Linked DNA regions of Gossypium hirsutum: region 1 is linked to region 2. A link is a contact called in public Hi-C data. All regions are on one chromosome and are shown on one strand. The core of a region is the stretch at or near the end of the contact, and the rest is flanking DNA. Distances in the headings are between cores, read along the strand shown.

Evidence for each region. A called contact is a pair of places that touch in the nucleus more often than the background predicts.
Region 1: a contact with region 2 is called in a Hi-C map of leaf, with 2.6 times the contacts expected there. The contact joins the enhancer-like site here to the promoter of LOC107916588 in region 2. A contact is called at or near these places in 9 of 34 Hi-C or Micro-C datasets (anther, callus, hypocotyl and 1 more).

What each region holds. Positions count from the first base shown.
Region 1 is chrA01:100,775,254-100,781,179 of Gossypium_hirsutum_v2.1, forward strand. It overlaps LOC107916586 (alpha-glucan water dikinase, chloroplastic), which reads right to left. Exons shown (of 36, transcript XM_016845865.2): 33 at 5,436-5,609; 34 at 5,247-5,339; 35 at 4,967-5,082; 36 at 4,093-4,520. The coding sequence ends at 4,316. Among protein-coding and RNA genes, the nearest start is that of LOC107916586, 15 kb to the right of the region's middle. Within about 2 kb of position 3,863, at least 2 of the 9 cell types and tissues checked have an H3K27ac peak or open chromatin away from gene starts, as enhancers often do. A contact at or near this core is called in leaf, where this site is marked.
Region 2 is chrA01:100,658,285-100,664,085 of Gossypium_hirsutum_v2.1, forward strand. LOC107916588 (ABC transporter B family member 26, chloroplastic) reads left to right here and starts at 2,096. Exons shown (of 18, transcript XM_016845870.2): 1 at 2,096-2,798; 2 at 2,928-3,055; 3 at 3,339-3,381; 4 at 3,580-3,624; 5 at 3,721-3,843; 6 at 3,925-4,028. The coding sequence starts at 2,349. It overlaps LOC107916589, which reads right to left and starts at 1,775. Exons shown (of 4, transcript XM_016845871.2): 1 at 1,244-1,775; 2 at 969-1,121; 3 at 586-791; 4 at 1-198. The coding sequence starts at 1,735.

The DNA of each region.
Region 1 (5,926 bases), core at 2,613-5,112, 120 kb after region 2:
TCAATGCTGAAACCACCTTATCATCTGTATAATTGGACAATATCATCTGACTCATTTCTAATGTTATACAAGTATCCACTCCTGACAGAATATGTTCCATATTCCTGCTCCTCTTGATGCAAAAATATCAGTAAATTATTTGCGTGCAAATTCTTCCATTTCGCTTTTTGACGTGGCTACATTATCTGCTCATCCACCAACTTCCGGATACGATTTGAACGTCTTCTTTAGGATGCAAAACTGTGAAAGAATTTGGTGTTTCTATCTCCCATTTTCAACCAGTTTGTCCTGGCTCTTTGCTTCCAATAATTTTCTTCCTTCTCAATCTCCATATTAAGATGGATTTTCATATCGATTATCTCAGCCAATGTATCATCATCCCTGTCAAGTTCCAACAACCAACCCAACTTGTCTTGCAAGCCTTTAGAAACTTCGTTTCACTTGCTTTTTATACCTTTTGCCCATCTTTTTAGCCTAGCTAAAAGCACTTCAAGTTTCTCCATAACCGAACCAGAATTCAACTCCCAATAACGCCTTACTTCCTTTTCATAGGATTCCTTCAAGACCCACCATGATTCAAAATTAAAATTCTTTCGATTTCTCTACTAATCCCCTTGATCGGTTTTGATTAGAAGAGGACAATGATCGAAAAAAGAATGCGATAAGTGGTTTATTGAGAAATTCAGGAACAAATCAAACCACTCAACTTTAGCCACCCCCTATCAAGTCATTCTCGAATATTAGTTTCATGAAGGTTACCTCTTTCCCAAGTGAATCGAGGTTTAAAATACCTTGCATTCATTAATCAGCAATTATCAAGCATTCTCTGAAAACATTTCATCCATCTTTTGTCTATTGGCACCTCACTAAATTTCTCGAGAGAATATAAAATTTCATTGAAATCTCCACATACAAGCCATGATAAGTCTTGATTTCGACTTTGTAATAAATTTCACCCTTCCTCTCTAAAGCACACATCTGGGATACCATAAAATCCAGTTAATTTCCATTTACTACCATTATCATCCATCAAAGTTTCAGCATCAATGTGATTTTGAGGATAACTTCATAGCTGGACCAATTCATTTTCGTTCCAAGCTAAACCAAACCCACCTCTTGTTTCATTTGTTGAAACATCAATTCCATTAGAAAATCCACATCGCTTTTGGACCTTCTCCATTAGATCACTATTCAACTTAGTCTCCATTAAGAAGACAATTTGGGGATTGTATATCTCCAACATGTGCCGAAGTCTTCGAATCGCTCGTGTACTCCCCAATTCGCTAACGTTCTAACTTATCATTTTCATGGTTTCCGGTAAGGGAACAAACATTATTTTGCTCATTCGCGGTACCCATCGAATCTTCCATTCCTAAAATGCTAGAGTCCAAAAAGACTATGCTATGCATTTTCTTTCCATCCAACTGTGCAATAGGGCTTTCCTCAATATCATGGTCCATTTCAAATTGGCCTACACCATTGGAAGATCCTATAGAATTCATTTATATTTTTTTTAGTAAATCCCTCCAAATTAAATCCCAAGATTGGATTTATTTTCTTCTTTAAATCTCTCCTAACATTCTCTCCTTGATTTCTCCCCAAATGATGGCTTGTTAGATTTTTTTCCCAAAATTCGTCATCCCTTACCTCCTAAACCAGACGCTATTCTCAACCACAACTCTTCTAGATTGTGCTTTCAGATTTGAGTTCTATCCCAACTCCAAAACCTCGTCCCCCTTTGTTAATCGGACAAGGCAAAATTTATCATTATGTCCCAATCGCTCGCAGAGAAAATGAAATAAAGTCAGCCTCTCATATCAAAAGGAGACATAAGTTGAATTTGATGAGGATAACATGATCTTCTTTTTTCTTTTCAATGGCTTCCTGATATCCATATCTACTCTAAAACGCAAGAAACTCATGAATCCTCTACTCAGAGGTTTCGCATTGTACTCCACAAAACATCCAACAAAATTCCCCATTTGGTTTGCCACACTTTCTGGAAAGAAACCAAGGGGAAGATCATTAACCTGAACTCGTAAAGGTGAAAATACCAGAGGAACTTGCATCGGGTTTTCATTTTCTCTAAACGATGATAAATCAACAAGTGATTATTGAAAGTCCATGGGCCCCTTCCATTACACACTTGATATCCATCTCATGGAAAAACTTGAAAAGAAACATTTTTTCTCCAAAATCTGAGATCAGTACTCCCGTTAAGGGATGCCAAAGATTTACCGTAGTATTTTTCATAGCTAGGAAATAAACAATACTTGATGTTAATAAACAACCAACCAAACAGAACTCGTAAGTCGATTTTTGTGCCTCCCGATCTATTAGCAACGAAATTTCAATATCTTCTTCATCTTCAAGATTTAAGCCTTCCATTTCCTTCTCTATCTTGTCTTCTCTCCATAACTAACGTAAAAAAAAAACTTTAAAAAGACAAAACAAAACTTCAAAAAAAAAAAACAAGCACAAGAATACTAAAAGACAAAATAAAACCAAAAATGCTACCAAGAGCAGACAGAGGACGTGCTACCAAGAGCAGACTATTTTTCGTTTTTAACCTCACTAAAACTTAGCGCCCATTCAAATGGACCTACAGGACTAATATCTAACAGACAAAAATCAAGGAATCGTCAAATAATTTGGACTGAAAATCGTCAAAACATGTTATTTTTAATTATTTCTCAATACAATTTTATTTTAAAAATTAAAGTTAATTGGAGCCAACGAGACCTTTTTCAAACAGTTAATTTTGGAAATAATATAATTATTAATTTAATATCTTCAACTAAACTCTCAAATCTATATACCTATGCATAAAAAGAGTGTCTATGGATATTGGCATAATGACACCTTGGAGGAATGGATAATGGGCTAATCCCAGATTTGGTCCGTCACATTTTGTTGATTATGCAATTAGCATGTTAAATTAAGTCCATACCTTTAATAGATTAATTTATTTGTTACTAAATTTAGACCAAAATAAGTTATATTTGCTCAGAATAATAAAAAATTATGTTTGAATAAAATTTATTAATTATGTATAATGATAATAATTGAAAAAGAATTTAATAATTTAAAACTATATTTATAATTTCAAATTTTAATAACTTGAAAAAAAATTATTTTTTATTAAATTTGTATAATTTTTTAACATTATTATCATTTATAAAAAAATAAATTATATTTAGATGATCTTAACAACTAGAAATTTTAAGCACCAGTCAAATAATTTCACATCAACTTTTAAAAATGTAAATTTATCATTATACACTTCACCATACTTAGTATTTTCTCTAACTTAACTTTAATTAAATTAGTAAAAATTTTAAAAATTTTAATAAATAAATAAACATGTTTTCTTATTTTATAATTTTCAAATAACTTTTAGTTTTTTTTTAATTTAATCATCCCAAATTCCAGTTTCTAATATTTTTCTAGGCTTTTTAATTTTTGATGACTGGTTTCAGTTTTTCTATTTTCGTCATTTTTATAATTTTTATCAGTTTTTTAATGTTTAACAATTGATTTCAATATTTTCAAATTTCACTTTTGATTAATATTGTTCCTGCAAATAGTTTCAACATGTTGACATTCTCTTTTCCAAATTTTCAATTATTTTTAAGTAGTTTAAATAAAATTAAATTAAAAAAGATATCATATATGATTGAGTGTATATAATATTTATATGTCCTTAAAAATTAATAATAATTATATATTTTAGGATAATTTTAATATTAAGTTGGGTAAAAACATTGTCCCGCAAGTAGGATGGGCAGATGATAGGGCTGTTTCTTGGCATCATACCTTGATTAATTTAACTACAAATGAATGTGTTTAGGCCCACATGAACAAAACTTGCGTTTTGCTCCGACCAAAACTGGTAGTCGGACGATTCTCAGTCTAGCTCTCCCAATCCCTGTACTCCTCCCCCACTTAAAATTTAATCCTTCCATCATAAGCTAATTTTTAATTTTAAAAATACTAAATAATCCAATATCTGAATAGAATAAAATTTCTCTAATAATCTTGTCAACTAAAAGAAAAGAAGTAAAAGGTCTAAATTTAAGAGTAGATAGAATAGGACCCCAGGAAACATCTTCATATAATGTATGCATACACGTACAAACAAGTTATTAGTTCTGCGATTTAGAATATTTATTCTTTCTTTATACATTTTGTTTCTATTTCATTTTCACCTCTTCTTCAGTGTTGTATGTTTTACTCATTTTACAACGTCGGCATAGGCAAAAAAACACTGCCCAAAGAATATAATTATTATACTAAAAAGAAACAAATGAGAGGATCACATCTGGGGTCTTGTCTGGACAACATACACCTTCCCATCTCTGATCACACCTTCTATGTCTTGTGGAGATCCATACAGTTCCTCTACGGCATTTCCTGCACCAGCAATGCTAGAAAGGATTGCTTGTTGAAACTTGCCATCATTTATCAACGGGTCCGATGAGTAATCAACCACCACTTTCTCTTCTTCATCCATTGGCACACTGCACAAAAAAGATTGGTGTTATTAAGCGTCCGTGCAAAAGTTTCTTTTAAAAAGAATTAGGGGAACAAGATCATATGATAAGTAACTTTCTTTGTTAGACCAAATTGCAAGACCAAGAACAAGTGCTAGACTTTTAGTGGCGTTAGTATTGGCCATCTGGAGATTCCTCTAGGCTCTAGAAAAGCAGTTACTACATAAAAATCTAACCATGCCCTTTGCATGAAAAACAATAAGGCAGATTGGACCCTGCTTCCTTCAGCCGTAAATGTTCACTTCATGTGCATCTCCGGAAGAATAAAATAATAGACATTGATCACTAACAATTCGGAAGATGGAACAGTTTTCCATTTAAGGACAGTACAGTCCCAACAAAAGGAAAAATCAAACACATCAAATAATAAGCACACTGCACGCTTTCTGCAAGGAAGTTTGGAAGGAGATTACCTGTCATAAAGGCCAGCACCTGCATAACCTTCTAGATCTTCACCATTAGAATCAGATCGGAAGATAATGGAACGCCTTATGAAGAGACCAATTGGTTTGCTTGGATATCCCAAAACCTGAAATATGTCGGAAATCGTTAGTGGAGAATATGATTAGTTGCTTTGTGATCAAATATAATTTTTTCAATGATATGATGGTAAGGGAATTGTATTGATGGTTAATCTTATTCTGCATTACTTCGTTAATTGTACCCAGTATTAAATATGTAGGCATGTTTTACCTGAGGAGAGTTGAGATTGTTTTTCTTGCAAACAAAACTCAAAGCACGACCTGGATAAGCTCCAACAAGAGTTTCTCCAAGTCCCTTGACAACCTAAGTCAAACAGAAATCAAATAATTCCTTTTTCTTCCTCAAGGGGAACAAATGACAGGAGATCATGATAGAAAATTGATAAATGCTGATGCATACCTCAGCATAGATCTCTGAAGTGTCCCCTGACGATGGATTAGTAGTATGAATAACAAATGCATAGTCAGCATTGATTACTTCCTGAACCAGGACAGCCATACAGAGGTAGTCGTGATCTAGTTTGACTTTCCTGGTGCTGAAATATGCTCTCTCATTCCATTTTGAAGCCCATACCTAGATTGAAAGCATAAAACAAATATGTCAGTGCTATAGATCAAAATGGAAATCTGTGACTACAAGCCAGCAAAACAATTAAATTAAGAACTATGTGAATAGAAGGAACAAATTTTGAAAGACCTAGTTACAGGTAAAAAGTTAACGTGGCTGAATGCTAAAAGAAACATAGTGTATGGATCACAGAATTTTAGGAAAAGGAAATTGGAGAAAAAAACTAAAATGCAGAGAAAGACAAAAGGCATCCTTCTCCTGTTTGGATGCAAGTAAAACGTAAAGGACAATGACATTACTCATTGTGATCCTAGTATGATTAC
Region 2 (5,801 bases), core at 846-3,345:
AGTAAAACGGCAGCTCCCACCAAGCCAAACCATAAAGTCAAAGCAACCCAAAATGCTCTGTTCTTCTCCAGTCCAACAGGAGGTCGCCACACCAGAAAATCAGCCAGAAAGTCTCTGGAGGAGGGAAACTGATTGGTTGTTGATCCGCTTGTCTTCTGATCTTTGTCCTTGTACTTGTCAGTCCATGTCGCTGCATAGCTGAACGTTTTGAAATAATTCATATTTATATATAGTTAGTGGTAAAAAAAGATTGCCTACAAAAAGAACATTCTTGCTTCCATTTAATCGTTGTATGTTCATAAAGTATCAAGAATCTATGAAGTACGGACAGGGACTAGAACCCCTATAATATTCTCAGAACTCAATAGTATCAGACGCCATTGCCAGTTGAACAGATGAGACTGGCTGAGGAATAAAATATGTGCAGTACCTTAATCGCAAAACAACAGGGCAACAACTAAAATATCCCAGTTTAGATGCAAAAAGAGAACTGAAATGAACTGCTGGTAAACATCATAAAAGCAAGTGTTATTAAAGTCTATTGCACCATTATTTTATATATATCCAAAGGCCAAAAGCATATACCTGTCGTAACTAGAACCAATCAGCGGTATTGTAACCATCTCTTCCTGGGATATCTTGAGTTTGGGTGCTTGCAAAATGTAGCGGAGATCAGCAGCTTGCCGTCGAATGCTCACACTAGGGTGCTTCTTCTCTAATTGCTGGTACAGAGCAATGCAGTCCGCATGGCGGTTATTCGCCTCATAAGCCATAGCCAGCCATATTTGAATCTGATACCCGCAAATGGGCGAAAAAAAAAAGTCTATTAGTCTTTGGCAATTTTTATTTTTATTTTTTGTTTTTTTTGGGGGGGGGGGTTTGGTTCAAACATGGATTTCAATACAGGGCCATCGAAGTTCCTCAAATTTCCGCCTTATCTTATAGGGTAATATCAAGTATCAACCAACCTCACCGCCAAATAACGTTGGCCTGGGAATGATCGTGAGAGCACCTTCAAGAAATTCAATGGCACGTCCGTACATGCCTTTTCCGTAAGCCTTTTGGCCCAATTCGAACATCAATTGTGCCGTAGCTCTCCTCTCTGCCTGCTCCTTAGCCACCTGTTCTCACACAGGCATCCATAAACTTTGAATCTCTAATACAAAATTGGAAGGAAAACCGAAAAAAGAAGTAGAGGATTAGTTCTATTTATGTAGCAAGGGAAGAGAGACGAAGGCAAAACCTTTTCGAGCTCTTTTCTCACTCTCATCCTCTTTTCCTCCTCGGTTTCTTCTCTACCTGCACCTTCACCTTCACCTTCAGTTTCCTCTGCTTCCGCTTTACTCTGCAGCTCCTCTGCTTTCTTCTCCAATTCCCTCATCTCCTCAATTTCTTTAACTCTCTTCCTCATTTCGTTCTCCCAATCGTACTCCTCCTCTTCCTCCTCAAATCCGTTGCCGTTCTCATCGTCGTCACTGGACGCCGCGTCAAAATCCACCGCCTTTACTTTCGAATTCGCTTTGCCACGAGCCACGGCACGGGGTGCCCGATTCTCCCCGTCCCAGTAGTCGAGTTGGCTCTTGTTGGGAAGAGAAACGTGGGAGAAATGCGGATCCCTCTTCTGCAGATTCAAAACGACGTCGATCGCCAAGGGACGAGATTTTCGGTCCGTTGTAACGGTCCTCGCAGATGTCACGTCAAGTAACAAAGCCAAATTTCCAAGAACCACAGCCATGGCTGGAGTCCGATTCCGAGAGAGAGAAAAGAAGGGTAATAATATGTACCGGGTTCCAGTAAGCCGCCGTGAACGTGAAGATATTTTTAGAAGGTTGTTTCTTTCTATCTTAATGACTAGATTATCCTTCCATTCGCCTTAAATGTTTAGAATGTTTGAGGATAATATATGAGATCCGTGAGGGTGATACCGTCAAAAGAATGTTAACGTGGCGCTACGTTACTACGTAAGACGAGTGTCGTGTGTGGAGACCAAAAAGCTTAATCCGTTCAAACACGTCATCGGAAATAATTTCTCCCATGTCCTCCAGGCAACGCTGTCGTTTTATTGGGGCAGATCTAACGGTGTGGAATTCAACACGACGAGACCATCCACTTCACAGAAAACGTTCATAACGAAACAGGAAAAAAATCTTCCAACGCGCGCACTTCCAGAAATGTAAGCACGCGCGAGAATTTGTGTCAATTAAAACATCATCCCTGAATTATCATTTATTTCAATTGCCTTAAAATCGGAGGCGTTTCTTGGCAAGTGCACATGGGCCAGAAGCTAAAGATTTTAAAAACATTTAGCTTTATCCCCAAACAAACTCCCTCCATTATTACTCCGTCCAATGGCCCTTCCTCTTTGCTGCAACGCGAAGTTACATCCTGGCTATCGTTCTTCGGCTCATTACCAGCGACTGTTTCATTTCGTTAACCGCCGGACTCTCCGATTTTCCAGGAGTCCTGAGGTCTCGATTTGTTTTAAGAGGATTAGCCATCGCTTAGCTCCTTTAAAATCGTCTTCGATTAACGGATTCTCGCTAGAGACGAATCTAGATCATTTTGAGGAAGAGCATTCCGTAGAGAATGTCGAGTTGCGAGGCAGAATTCGGAAATGGATTGATTTTCTTCGATCGATGTTACCAGGAGGGAGCTGGTGGAGCTTCTCCGAAGATGTGGAGATTAAATTCATGGCCAAACCAGTGACGGTTTGGAGGGCGCTTAGTCGAATGTGGCAATTGATTGCTAAAGATCGTTTGGTCATTTTCGCTGCTTTTTCTACCCTTATTGTGGCTGCTGTAAGATCCATTGTGGTTAATGATTTCTGATAATTTATTAGTTATTATCTTGTTTGTTGAAATTATAACTTTAGCTGCCAGTGAGATTTTTTTTTCCTGATCAACTGTTTGGTGCATGTATTGGTTCAGCTTTCGGAAATATCTATCCCGCATTACTTGACCGCAACAATATTTTCGGCACAGAATCATGAAATAGCAGTGTTCCACAGGAATGTACGCAATCTGATTATGATATGTGTTACCGCAGGAATATGCAGGTCAAAATCTAGTATGGTCAAATCTCCCTTCTATATTAAGTTGCCATACTAAACATGGGATTGTCCTTTTCTTGTGGTCGCAACGAAGCTAATCTGAAGTCGCGCTTCTATTAGTCAATGATTTTTTCCCTTAATTGTTTGCCTGTATTGATGCTTAAAAGGATTCACCATTGCTTAGTTTCCAGTGATTGTAAAAGTTTTAAATATTTTTATTGGAATTTGAGCTTTTATGAAGGAAAAGGTAACAGCTGCTTAGGCTTTGCTGTGTTTGCTTGAATTTCAGTGGTCTGCGAGGATGCTGCTTTGGCATTGCAAATATGATCCTGGTGAGTTTCTTATCATGCTTTTACTATTTAATCTCCGATGCCTTGTCTGGTTTTCACATAGGGCCCTGTTTTTTGGGGTTGTTTCATGGGAACCATTATTCAATTTTTAATTTCCATTTTTGAGTGTGTATTTAGTGATGATCAACATTTCTTTCCTTGGAGTGACTTAAGCCTTACTTGTTCATGTGATATCAACAGGTTAAGCGAATGAGAGAAACACTGTATTCGTCTCTTCTTCTTCAGGTTCTGAATATATAAAAACTCTACTTGCTTCAAATGTTTGCTTGCTGTTAGGCATACAGGTATATACCTTTAGTTTTCGCATCATATTTTGTGCAGGAAATATCCTTTTTTGATGGTGAAACAGTTGGTGATTTAACAAGTAGGCTTGGTTCAGATTGTCAACAAGTGTCCCGTGTGATTGGGAATGATCTTAATCTTATTATGCGGAATGTTCTTCAGGTTTGTCATTGATCAAATAATTAATCGGTTCAACTTTGCTGGAATGGTGGGAATCTCATCAGCATTTCATTCTTCTTTTAGGGGACAGGTGCCTTGATCTACTTGCTGATTTTGTCATGGCCACTTGGTTTATGTACATTGGTGATATGCTCTAGTCTAGCAGCAATTATGACGGTCTATGGCATGTAAGATTTTAAGAGTATCCTCACTTTAAATTGAAGCTAGTTTACTTAAAATATATCATAAAAGGTAGTAATTATGATTAAATGGATGCATATGAAGGAAATTAAAGAAAAGTGCTGAGTAGAGGATATATCTGAATGCTATTAATGTTAATTAGATGTTGCAAAGTCACATGGTAGGTTTTAGAGGGTTCGAGGAAGAGACAGTTTAACTAAAAATGTGTCACAACCGTGAATTTGGGATTGATAGTTCATCCCATTAAAGGGAGACTGAAACCTTTAGGACTTGTTTGAGAGAAACCCAAATCTTATTTATTTGATAAAATTCAACGTACCTTTGTTTTGTTTATCATCCCTTTAAATAGAGATTACAATAATTAAAGAAAATAAATAAAGTCCTACTTCCACAACTTCTATTTTAAGATTCCTACCTAGCAGATTCTCTCAAGAGTCCTACCGAAAAACTACTAAGTGTCCACAACAATACTTATTGGAAAAGAGCCTAAGAGTGATTGGCAGTTATGCAATGCTCGCACATCCATCTATCATCTTTGTATTAGGATCAAAGGTCATTTCTTATTCTATAAAACAACCACTACAGCACCATTATTCCTTCTATTACTAACCCTTAAAATTGAATGGGTCATGGACCTTCACAAATTTATTCTCATTTATCAGCACCATTGAATCTAACTAATAACAGCCACTTAGTCCACAACAACAACAACTATAACAGTCATTGACTTATTCCGCAACAAAAACAACTATTCTGTTTTGATTTCTTGCTGTTATCTTTTTCTTTATCTCTTTATCTCTTTATCTCTGCTTTGTGGTTTAATGAGCATGGTAACCACTATAAATACTTACCAAGATATGAATAAGCGCATCATTCTTTCACTATTTCAATACCTTTTACAAGCTTCTTACCAGCATTTGCAATTTTCAAAAATACACTAGTAAGTTTAGATCCATTAACTTTTTCGACATAGAGTTGAAGGTTTCTTGGATTTAGAGAAAAGGATGGATTGCTGGATATGCGTTTAGTGGTGGTTAATGAATAAGACAAGGAACGAAGTTGGCTGTGACTGTGATGGTTTTTGTCGAGATGGGTTAAGGAGGGGTTGATGCATGGCATGAGAAATAGAGATTAGTAGAGGCTGCCATGGTTTGATTTTGTTCAGTTAGAGGGTTACTTTTGTATCTACCACAAAGTTACTTTTGATCTACCACAGATTTAGTCATACAGTGTGTTTTAGTTTCTGCAATATGTTGGTCACATGCTGCATTGTACAATCAATTATCTGTTCTGTCTTTGTTTGCATATTCTTGAGCTTCTTGCGTATGTCTGCTCCCCACTTTTCCAACTGTTATGGGACAAAATTAAGATTAGGAAAAAATAACATTTTTACTTATATTTTAGTGGGCCGGATTGAGTGGAAACGTGATGAAATGATGCGTTTCAATCCCTCCTGTTTACAGCTGTAGTAACGGCTGCTAACTGAATCTGGTGCAACTTCACCTCTTTTTCCCTTTTTTAACCGAGTCTATAACAGAGGGGAGGTTATGAAATGAATATGTTTTGTTTGCTTCTTTTCTCTCGATTTCTATCTTCTTCTTCATCTCTGTGATTTCTCTCCTCTCCTCTCTTTCCTTTCTATTCTTCTTCTTCCCTTTCTATTTCCTGTTTTCTATTTCGATTCATAACACCAACCATTGCTCTGCCATTTCCAAGAATTCTTGGCTTTAAACACCAAATTGTTACAACCACGAATTTGG